2 separate regions of the Drosophila melanogaster genome follow, and region 2 is linked to region 1. The links are chromatin contacts, called in public Hi-C maps. All regions are on one chromosome and are shown on one strand. The core of a region is the stretch at or near the end of the contact, and the rest is flanking DNA. Distances in the headings are between cores, read along the strand shown.

Region 1 (6,253 bases), core at 3,728-6,227:
CCATCAAATGGCGGGGCGTGAAGCCAATGGAAGGCCCGGCAAATCCGTGTAGATCGGAGATGGGTCCTGCGGAAGGTCCTTTGGGGGGGGGGGGGGTGAAACGGTTGCTTGAATATTAATTGTGCATATGTAGACGAAGACCGGAATGAAAGACCCCAGCACAAAGGGAAAAACAAATGCGCAGACTTACGAATGCAGGCGACGTGCATGGCCACTGCCAGGATTGATGCAGTGTGTCCTGGCACTGGCGATGGGGGCATTGAGTCCTCAGATCTCTGAGTCAGAATCTAATAGATTTCTGCCAAGTGTCGAGATAAAAACATAATGCGAAGGCGGCGGGCTGTCAAAGGGAAATTACTTATACGATGCGGAAGCGGATGATGAGTATGTCTCTCAGGGGAATCCAAGTAGGTATGCCACAATGCATTAAATACCTTTCGCAACTTTAATTAGAAGAAGAATTAAAGTAAGATTTAGTTCATCAATGGGTTAACTAGTAGCATTTTTAAGGCTAAAAATTATTCAAAAAATTGTATTATTTTGAATCAAATCCAAAAGAACTATTTCATTTTGATCCCAATGAAGCACAATTTGTTGCGCCTTACGTGTTGCAATCATTCAACAATTGCGACACTTATGATTATGTGCACGCCCTCAAGAGCCGTCAACCCCTACCAAAATCAGATGATAGATATCCATAGGATGGTATGGTGAAAAAGTGTGGCTGGTAAACAACCCCAAATAGCCAAAAATATTTAGCCATAATTTCCGACCAGACTTATCCACTACGAGATCTACTGGGCAAAAAAAAAAGAAATACTGAGCAAACGAAACATTTAATGAGCTTTGAAATTGTTTTTTTTCTTTGTGCGCCTAATTTAGTTCTGCAAAATGAAAACCATTGAAAATGAAAGGGAGCTCCACAAATCAGGAAAAGTTGTTATATTCCATAATGCTAGTCATAAATTATGGGCAATTAATATGTAACACGTTAGATTCGAATGCGATTGAACAGCCTCTAATGGCCAAGTCCTTTGGCCATTTGTCAGCCTGGATTTGGCCATAAAAAAGCTATCGCTGGATCCCCAAAAGGCCTACGCCCCCGTAAACTCCTTCACTTTCGCTTTCCAGATAAATCACCATTAAAAAAACGGAACGCGTTTCGCAACGGACAATCCGCTGGCCAAAGGGACATAAAATAAAATTAACTTAAAAAGCAAATTCACGCAGACATATTTTATGTGGCAATGTGGCAATTCGGCTTTTTTTGGCTCATAACTCAATGGGCTAATCCTTTAAATAGGACATTCATGTTATCCTGCCTAGACGTTGCGGCCATTAAAATTAAATTTATATCTAAAAAAGCTACGCAGATAGTCAACTGTCGCTCATATTGATATTTATGACATTTGCAATGCATTGTAAATCCTATTGGATTGTTATTAATGCTTATACGCGTATATGTTTTTTGTTTACTTGTCGGGAATCAGGGAATTGGATTATATATATATATGTTTTGAAAGAAAAAATATTTGTTTTTTGTTGATTATGCTGCACGTATTTAATTTTTTTGCTTATTTTAATAGCTTGATTTGTAGTTTTTCTACGAAAATTGCATTTCTTTACACTGACTAATTTTCTTACAATATCAACTCAATTTACAATTCATTACTGTTTATAATTTCTTTCTTGCACTGGCCGCAGGATATTGGTAAGGACTCTCTCATCCCCCGGCAGCACAAATTCGTGAGGGTTGATTGGAAAGTTTTTGAGCCATCTAATTGGACGCTTTCGCCTTTACGTTTGACATTTTGCGCTCTAAAAAAAAAATGTTTTGCTTAAATTGTTGAAATCCGCTTATGGTCCTTAAAGGACCTCGGCCATTTTGGTGTGTGCCCAGCACGTTTTGTATTCAGTTTCGAATTTCGTTCGCCATTCGAAACTCAAATTGATCGGTTTAAGTTCTATGCTAAGCTACTTAAATGTCCTTAAGTTTCTATAAATGTAAGATGAGCCTGTTTGATGTGCTTTAAGGATATTTCTTCCTTTTTTTCGGATGCTATGTTTTCTCTGTACACTATTTCCCACTCCATCGGCAACTAAAATCGATAATATGCAAATATTTTTTGCATCCCCCACACACACACACGCGCGTAAAACAAACATAAATGTGGCGAGTCCTGTGTCCTTTAGCCTCCCCTCCCCCTCTCCCACACACACACACACACACACAAACTAAATAACTAAATACGCATTAGCATCCTGTCGGATTTTCCTTTATTATTGCCACGGCCGTCGGCGAAACGAAAGAAAACGAGATGCGTGGGAGGCAGGCAGGCGTGGCACGTTGCACGCGCTGCTCCTGCGGCACAGTGGGACAAAAGCCATTTTATCCCAGATTTTTTGAAAGTAAGAGAAATAAGAGGAAATACCTCCCATCAAGTCCAATACCACAAACAACTTAGGGATAATTTCCTACTATATTATATTTGAAGTTAACCAGTAGTATCTATTCAGAAAAATTATAAAAACCAAATTAAATTAAGATAAAATTAAGAACATTACATTTACATTACAACATTAATAACATTTCTGCCCCACTGTGCAGTACCCAGGCAACTGCCAACGTTCCAAATGGCAACAAATTCAAACGAACTTGTATGCAGAGTGTGACTGAAAGCATTATTAATAGAGAATGTCGGCGGCTAAACTCAACCACATATACTGAAAGCACTCACATACACGCAAAAGGGATATAAAAGCAATAAGGACATTCATCTTCATAATTACGGGCAGCGAAATGAGAAGAAAGTGCGAGGATGCGAGGATACGATGTGGCATACGCAGAGAGGGAAATTCAAATGAAACGCAAAAGTTTTGCATATGCGTTGGGGATGTGTATGCTGCCAACGGAGTTGTGTATTTCCACCTACACAGAAGAAAAAAATATTTATACTCCGAATCACAAATCGTAGAAATGAAAACTTCACAGGCAAAGCAATATACTATGTAACTATGTAAACTGTGTAATTGAAAAATTCACAGTCACAAAAAAGAATCTAGAACTTATTTTCGTTTTATCATAATCTGAAATAACATGAGTTATTATATATTATCTATTTTTCAATACAGAAAAATTAAAACAATTTCAAAAAAATATACATATGTAATTTTTTAACCTTTTTCGCTCAGTGTGTGCTTGACCAAATGGGCATCTCATGGAAATGACAGTTAAGCCCGCCAACGTTGGTCACCCCAATGAATGCCGGAGCCAGCATTTTCTTCCCCACGAATGCAATCAAATGGAAATTGTTAAAGAAAAGGAAAAAATGCCAGTGAGCACGATTGAGTGGATCGCAGGACTTTTGGCATTTCACAAGGGTGCAACGCATCGGTCTGCACTAATTACGCACCAAACATGTACGGCAAATCGTCAAACCTTTGAATGCCACAAGCGAAAAAAGGGGCAGTTTTTGGGGGGCGAAAAATGTTTGCCAAATGTTTTTCCTGCCTGCTGCAATTTAAATGAGACGTTGGCCAAATGCGAGGGTGTCGCCTGCAGTCGCTGTGTGAAAGTGGGCGGGGCGGGGCGGGGCTGGTCAGTGGAATTAATTCTAATCCCGAACACGTTCCGTTGCGAACGAAGTGGTCAGTTGCGATATACTATATAAATATATATATAATTGTATATACATGCATATGTACATATATAGAACTCCTTAGTGGAGTTTCAATTGGTGGAGGGTGCGTCGATCATTAGCGTGATTTCTTTCCGCTTTGACAAGAAAATCAGAACGCTTCACTGAACTCCATCAGGACGAAAAAAAAAAGAAAAAAGGAATGTCTTAGTCGAATGGTGTGACTATTAGATACCCGTTAGCCAGCTTAAGAAAGTTGGTAAGAGTTGAATATATTTAAAGTCTTAACTGATTAAAGTTAGCAAGCAGAGTATCAGCAAGGTACTTAATTAAAAGAAGAACCAAAGAGTTAAATAAATGCAAGAAGGTAACAAGCAGCAGTGCGACTATCAGATACCTGTTACTCCACAAAACTTTCTTGAGAAGTCTTAGCGCTAGAACAGGAAATGCTCAAAAGCAGTTACATAATTACTGGCAATAATTTATGTTTATTTTTAAGCTTTAATAAACATCAATAGAAAAATTTAATAGAAAAAATAGAAAACTGAGCGCCAGTTCTATGTATCTATTTTGTTTATAAAAACAAGTAAAGTATACAAATTTAAGCATTGTTAAGGTATTAATTTTCTTAATGATTCAAATTATTTGTTACATATATTTTTATAAAGATTTACCAATCGAATTTTAGTCGTTTGAATTCGCTTAGATTCGTTGAAATTCGCTTCTAAATCAAAGCAAAGAAGCGAACCAATGTAAAATATATGTAAATGTAAAATTGTTGGTTCGGTACTTCGACGCGGGATCTGTTTAACGATTTTTTCAGTGATTTCGACACAAAAAGAGTAACTACTGCAGTTATTTTGCTAATAAAAAATTTAACTATATTATATGATAATTATAGATGATATGATATTAAATATAAATATAATTAAAATTTATAATAGTCCGATTTTTGACCAGAACTTATTATCGACATTATATAAGCCCATTATATACAAAAATGATTCCTAAAACAATCAAATAAAAGTAGAGTTGTGCCACTCGCCTTAGTATAACTTAGTTCTAAAGTATATGTTAATTTTATGTTAAATTCATTTTCGAATAATGGAAAAACGAGCGCCAATGTTGCGCTAGGGATTTCTAAACGATATGTAAACGATATCGTATATCGCACGACAATCGCCTGCGTGTAGAACTTAACAATCGATAGTTGTATTTAGCACAGAACCAAACCAAAAAATGCTAAAATATCAGTTTTGAACAGTATAGTGTGACCGCTATATGTGCCAAAAATCCCGTATTCAGTATTTGGTATTATTATTTGATATTATATTTTTATTGGCATTTTGAGTTGGGACAAAAACGCAAGGCAAGTTGTTGGTCTTTTTCGCTGTCTGCAGACGGATAAAAAGTAAAAGAACGCAAATCGAACGCGCCGCGAACGTATTGCAAAATCGCTTAACTCGCGGCGCCCTTGAAAACGACGAGGAAAAGCGAAAAAAGGCTGCGAGAGCTAGCGCAAAATCGAAGAAAAAACTGTGTATGTGCGTGCGTGTGAGTGTATGAGTGTGACGTGTGCGTCGCTGTGTGTGTGAGCGAGCTGGCATGCAGATGTAGAGATGTGTGTGCGCTGCTGCTGCGGCTGTGTGTGCGTGTAAATTGAATAAGAAAACGGAGCACAAATGGCACTGATGGAAAATTTATATGTGCGCTGAAAAATTAATTTATTTGCAAAAAGCCAAAGAGCTGCGAAAAGTAAAGTGACAAGCGGAGAGATGTGCAAAATCGAAAGAACGAAAAATTGTGGATTGCCGACTCTCTGCAGATTTGAAGAGAGTGGCAGCGAAAGAGAGACATAGAGAGAGAGTTTGTGTATGTGTGGGTGTGAGCCGCCTTTGCCAGGAAAACTAAAAAGAAAAAAATTCCCTGGCGTTAAAATTTGCACAAAAAATGTTGAATTCGATTGTTTGCTTTCCGCAGTTCGGCGTTTCGCTTTTTTTTTTTGCACAAAACTTTTTTCGCCAATTTTTCATGCACGCTTTTTCGTTTATTTAATTCCTCTCTCTCTCTCTCCATCTCTCTCTCACTCATTTTTTCGCTCTCCGAATCGACTCTCTCGCAGTGCTCTCCGCTTTTTGCTTGTGCACAGCCAAGTGTCAAAACTGTCATTTACCTTCCTTTTGTCCGATTAGCAAAACGCAACGAAAAACTAATATCCCATCCAAATTAAATTCGTGGCCGTTCGCTTGTTTTAAGTTTATTGTTTTACGCCAAGAAACAAGTAATTTTAAATTGTTTGACATACGCGTAAGTGTGGTAAAAATGTAAAAGAGAGGCCTTTGCCTCTTAGTGCAACAAATCGATCAGAAAGTAACCAATAAAAAAGCAAAGCAAATCGAAACATGTTTCAAAACGAAGGAAAAATCAGAGAAATTCAATGAAACAAAAGTGCAAAACAGTCGCGTAATTGTTGGTGTGTGTGTGTGTGTGTGTGTCAGCGTGTGTGCCCATCCTTTTGGTCTGCTTCTTCACTTTCGCTCAGTTGTTGTTGCAGCTTGCACTTTGTACCTTAGATTTTTCCCATTTCCTCTTTCCATTCCCATTTCTCCAAAACA
Region 2 (6,112 bases), core at 737-3,236, 280 kb before region 1:
CGCGTTTTTTCTCGGCCGAAAGAGGACAAACAACAAGGCAAGTAGTTCTGTTTTTTTTTTTTTTTTTTTTTTGTCTTTTTTTCCCCATGCCTGCGCGCTTGCTGGCTGTAAACAAGTTTGCTGCGAAAACTTCTCAGGCAATCTGAATCTGTACCTGAATCTCGACGGAGGCAGCTGGTAGATGGTAGATGGTTTGCTATGGCACATCTCGGCTGCAGTTTCATTCATATGGAATAGAGAGACAGGTTGGGAAGGGAGTGGGGCAAAACAGGTAACACTGAGAGCGTTTCCTGTCTGGCCAAAAGACACGAGAGGTATCATGTAGCTGCCCCGAGTCTTCCGCAGGTGAAGTAACTTATACGCAATTTCTGGCTCCACTTCAAGCTCAACTTCTGGCCCCTCGGGCTAATTAGTTTGAGCTCTTCTCATTCCCATTCCCATTCCCAATCCCAGTCCCAGTCCCATTCCCAGTGTTGACTATGGTTCGGGTACTGGTTTGAGTTCTGGTTCTGGAGCATCATTAAACTAAGCGGAGATAGTTTTTTGCGACCGGATCGGTCGACATGAGAGCTCTTTCACTATGCAAACCGATCTTGAATGAACGAGCCGGCCATAAAATCATCACATTGTGAAATTTGTGCACAGTGTGCACTGCACACCATGCAGCTCCAGCCAATTCATTCAGTTTAGCTTCAGTATCTCGTATCTGGCGGAAGTGACTCATTCGGTCAAGACTGAAATTACGCCGCACTCGACTGGCAAAGCCAGGCAAAGAAAAGACAAGCGAAGCGAAGTCGCCTTTTTTCAGCTACTCATTCGTCTTGCCGGCTGCAAGCTTAGCAGTTCTTTTTGTTGTTTAGCACTGAAAAAATGTATGGTAAACTGTGATTTCAACTCACAACTTTTAAATTAAGTCAATGGAATATTCAAGCATGAAAAGACATATATATATTGTTACAAATGTGTAATAAATGTGGTATGTATGATATTATAATACAAACTAAAATTTATAATACATTTATTAAATTATTTATTTATTTAAAATAAGCGAAACCTATTTTTACGAATATGATGGAAGGAACTTGAAGTATCATTAATTTTAGCAAGTTGCTATTATTTTCTTTTCGTGTACTGCTTTCTTTTAATTTGACTTCTTTTTTGGGTCTGTTTTTGTTTTTGATTGACTGTAGGTGCGGAGGTGAAGCGGGGGCCTCGATGAATGGGAATAAGGAATGGGAATGGCGAGTTAGGAACACCCAAAGTACATTCAAACACTGTAAACAGACTCCACAAATTTGTAAAACATTTTCAAGACGTGTTAGTTAGTCGGAAAGGTATCTTCTTTGGGAAAATAAAGAATTTCGAAAGCTGATTAGAATTCTATATGGTGGTAAATTAATGTTATTTATGACTTAGCTGTCAAAATGCTTAAAAACAAAAAAACAATTGCATTTCCAAGTATTTTAAGCTCGACGAGGCCACAATATAAATTGTGTTCTTGGCGGATAAGAGTTGGGCCTTTGTACGTTTAATCAAAGTCTGCATTCTTCATAAATTTTCTACTTCAAGGAATTCCTTATTATTACCGCAACCACAGCTAATATTATTATAAAGTACAACAAAACAGGTCGGGCCAATTAAATGCGATTTAATGATGTCATGCGATCGGCCCACGGATGTTTATTTATACCGCATAAATCCTTGTTTATACTGCGCGAAGCCAATTCGAGATTTTTACAACGGAGGCGTGTGTAATATAATCCTTTCAACCGATTCGGCAGTCCCCACATGTTGCATGCGAATGTTGCGAAACGGTTGCGGCAACACACGACCATTCTCTCTGTCTGCTTTCTCCGTTTTGTCCGCTCGCGAGCCGAGCGGCAGAAGAGCAACCGAAGTTACTTCGGCGGCGGCCGAGTGGCAAAGCGACTGCGGAGGCTTTGATTGAAATCGAAGAAGCTCAGTTCAGTTCAAGTCGATGTACGCTGCCGAGCGGTTGCGTCGTTCCCGCTGTAGCTGTCGCTGTCGTTGTGTGTGTAAGAGTGCCGCTGGAGTGTGTGTCTGTGTGTGAGAGTACCGCTAGCCAGGACACACCGTTATTTTGTGCAGTGAAAACAATTGCCAGTGTGTGCAATGGCAATGGGCACAATCAATGCCTAGATCACAACTCATCGCGCCGCCCTCGCTCCAAAAATCCAATTCAAACACCATCCCCTTTCGCGTGGACCGAGGTTCGCTCGTAGCGCAAACGAAAACGAAACCGAAAACGACGAAAAAACGCGATGCGAATTAAAGCTTTGCGTGGCAAAATGTGCTAACCGAAGCAACAAAACAAACCAACCATTAAAAAAAAAAGAAATAAGAAAATATACATACATATTATATATACACATGTATGAGCAGCACGTGAAGAGGAAAAAATCCAGAATAGCTGAAGGAAAATTGCGTAGAAAAAGAATAATAGAAAAAACAGCCAGGGAAATACGAATTTCGTTGGCCGAAAAATAAAAACGATTATCATCCAAACGAGTGTGCCAGTGTGTGTGTGTGTGCGAGTGAGAGAGCGCGCGTGTGTGTGCGGGAGCTAGCCCTATAAATAACATTGGGTCTGGGCGAGCGCTAATTACGGCAAAACATGAAAATCTTGGCGAAAACCGCAGCAACAACAAGTGAAGCCAAGGCGGCAATTAATCAATTTTCCGCTTGACCCATAAGGAAGTTTCCATATCATAATTAAAAGAGGGGCGCAGAAAAACGAAGGATACAATCGCACGAAAGTAAGAGCAAAAGGTCAACCCAACGAAACATATCCTTGAGTTACGCAAAAAGTAATGCAAAATCTATATAAATTTAAACGAGAACTGGAAACGTTTCCATATCAACACAGGACACATCAACTAGTTTAAATCAGAAACTAACTCAGATAAAAGAATAAAATATCATAAACAAATTAAAAAACTTACAAAAAGACCGATGTATTCGTGTGAAAATCGTTAACTCATCATATCATAACTAAAACAACTGAAACCCCCATGATATTGCTAATCGCAAATAAACACTGGGCTTTGGCCTAGAACGCTCAACTAGAAGACTTAAAGAAAAATCCAGGAAAATGCATATCAGGGAAGCAGTTTTCCTGGTCCTCACCCTGCTGCCTGGAATGATCCTGGGCACTCGCTACAATCAGCTGCATCTGTATGCCAATGGAGGAGCATCGTCATCGGGCCCTGGAGGCTACAGGCCCGCCCCCTCGTCCCAGAACGAGGTGTACTCCATAGCGGACAGCCAGCCGATGACTGAGGATGGCTACATGCCCCCCAGCCAGCACTTTCCGCCCACCCACTCCGACTTGGATCCCCCCGCCCAGCAGCAGAGCACCTGCCAAACGGTTTGCGCCTGCAAGTGGAAGGGTGGCAAGCAGACGGTGGAGTGCATCGATCGCCACCTCATCCAGATACCCGAGCACATCGATCCCAATACCCAGGTGCTGGACATGTCCGGTAATAAGCTGCAGACCCTCTCCAACGAGCAGTTCATCCGTGCGAATCTGCTAAATCTGCAGAAGCTGTATTTGAGGAACTGCAAGATCGGCGAAATCGAGCGGGAGACCTTCAAGGGACTGACCAATCTGGTGGAGTTGGATCTGTCACATAATCTGCTGGTTACCGTGCCCAGTTTGGCCCTGGGCCACATACCCTCACTGCGCGAACTCACCCTGGCCTCCAATCACATACACAAAATCGAGAGCCAGGCCTTCGGGAACACACCATCGCTGCACAAATTGGATCTGTCGCATTGCGATATTCAGACCATTTCCGCCCAGGCATTTGGTGGCCTCCAAGGATTGACGTTGCTCCGATTGAATGGCAATAAACTGAGCGAGCTTTTGCCCAAGACAATTGAGACCCTGAGTCGTCTTCATGGCATCGAACTGCACGACAATCCCTGGCTCTGTGATTGTCGATTGAGGGACACGAAGCTCTGGCTGATGAAGAGGAACATACCCTATCCGGTGGCACCGGTTTGCTCGGGTGGCCCCGAAAGGATTATCGATCGCAGCTTTGCGGATCTGCATGTGGATGAGTTTGCCTGCCGACCGGAGATGTTGCCCATATCGCATTATGTGGAGGCGGCCATGGGCGAGAATGCCTCGATTACATGTCGAGCTCGAGCGGTTCCAGCTGCGAATATCAACTGGTACTGGAACGGACGGCTGCTGGCCAACAATTCCGCCTTCACCGCGTACCAGAGGATACACATGTTGGAGCAGGTGGAAGGTGGATTCGAAAAGCGATCCAAACTGGTGCTGACCAACGCACAGGAAACGGATTCCAGTGAGTTCTACTGCGTGGCCGAGAATCGAGCTGGGATGGCCGAGGCCAACTTCACCCTGCACGTGAGCATGAGAGCTGCGGGCATGGCCTCCCTGGGTAGTGGCCAAATTGTGGGTCTGAGTGCCGCCCTGGTTGCTCTGATTGTGTTTGCCCTTGGGGTTATCATGTGCCTGCTCCTGAGGGTAAAACGGCAGCCGTATGTCGATAGCAAGACGCCCAATCACATGGAGGTGATAACATCTGTTAACCACCAGAACTCCATAACAAACAAGACGCAGCCCGCAACGGGAAATGGCAGTATTGGCGGCGTGGTCATCGCCAATGGAGCTGTGGCCAACATAATCGATGGCGGAGTGGTGCAGGGAGGAACTCTGGAGCGGAAAAGCAGCGGACGGGGAGGTGTACCGCATGGAGTTCACGATCAGCGCAGTGCAAATCCCGTGCAGAAACCGCCGAGGCTAACAGATCTTCCGTACTCTACGCAGGGCTATGACAACAACGGAAGTGTCCTGTCCACTGCCTCCTGTTTCATCTCGCCCAGTGGATCCACCGGAAACGGTGGCAACAATCCTGATCTCATTAATGATACCAAACGTTTTGGGAGCGACGAGTTTGCGGATCTGAAGATACCACCCATCAGTGGTGTTGGAGTCGGCGGCAGTGGGGAGTATAGTCGCGCCAACGGCTGCGATTCCCTGTATCCTTCGGGTCTGTGGGAACATGGTGCTCCAGTGGGCACCACATCCGCGGATGACCTCTTCATGAAGCGCTACACCGACAAGACGCCCATCATAGACTCCACACAGCTGTACGACCTTCATGAGCGAACGGCGGCCACGGATTATTTTAGCAAGACATTCCCGAGATCTCACCTCCAGCAGGGCATGATGACGGGTGGCGGTGGAGGAACCTCGACGGCGTCGACGGTAACCACTAATTTGTCGGGTGGCTCCTCATCGGGTTACCCCAACGATTATGGTCTGCCTCTGGTGCCGGGGGCAGAGCACCAGCACAACCACCAGCTGCAGATGCATCCACTGCAGCAGCTCCAGCAGCAGCTGACCTCCACGCTGAACCATCAGAAGCAGGAGGGCAGCTCCACCGGGAGCAGTCCGCACTTCAGTAGCCGCACACTGCCACGCCTGCACGAGGGCAGTGGCGGGGGCGGCAGTTCACGGTCGTCGCCGACGCCAGCGGTTAGCGGTGGCCATGCCAACCAGGCGGCAAATCCCAGCACCTCCAGTTCCTCCTGCTCCATCCTGCCCAACGGGCAGCCAATTAACGCCAAGACGATACGGGTGTGGCAAAAGGGCGGTGTGCCCGTCCTGCCACCCGTGACGGCGCTGAAAAGGGCCCTGATCAGCAGCAGCCGGAATTCGCCGGACGAGGGATACCAGGAAGGATGCGGCACGGATGTGTAAGCGCAGCGCTTCTCGGCGGAAGGAACGGCGAGGAAACCAAACCAAGAACTGACTAAACTTAACACAACTAAACAAGAGATATAAAAATAATAAAAAAAAAAAAAACAAATAAGGTGTAGCGACGGATGGGAGGTAGCTCTTTTAGGTATAACACTGATAGATAGCTCCGGGGTCCTAGGCGAGCAGCGATTATTGTGCAAGCGAACTGTTTGTGATAGTGTCTGACAAAAAGATAATGCGAATGAAGATAATAATTGCCCAAAGCAAAGAGAAAGCTAAAACGAAATCAACTGCACTACACTAAAGTATACTTGGCAAGTAACTCAACTAACTAAACTAAACTAAACTAATTGTAAA

What was found. Hi-C and Micro-C count contacts between places; a contact is called where the count stands out from the background.
Region 2: a Hi-C map of the Kc167 cell line shows a contact between it and region 1, with 5 times the contacts expected there. A contact is called at or near these places in 1 of 107 Hi-C or Micro-C datasets (the Kc167 cell line) and 2 of 7 datasets of targeted methods (the Kc167 cell line and the S2 cell line).

The regions. Positions count from the first base shown.
Region 1 is chr2L:12,545,335-12,551,587 of dm6, reverse strand. bun (bunched) reads left to right here and starts at 4,977. Exons shown (of 7, transcript NM_001042894.2): 1 at 4,977-5,945.
Region 2 is chr2L:12,818,661-12,824,772 of dm6, reverse strand. kek1 (kekkon 1) reads left to right here and starts at 1,986. Exons shown (of 1, transcript NM_078835.3): 1 at 1,986-6,112. The coding sequence starts at 3,113. The coding sequence ends at 5,755.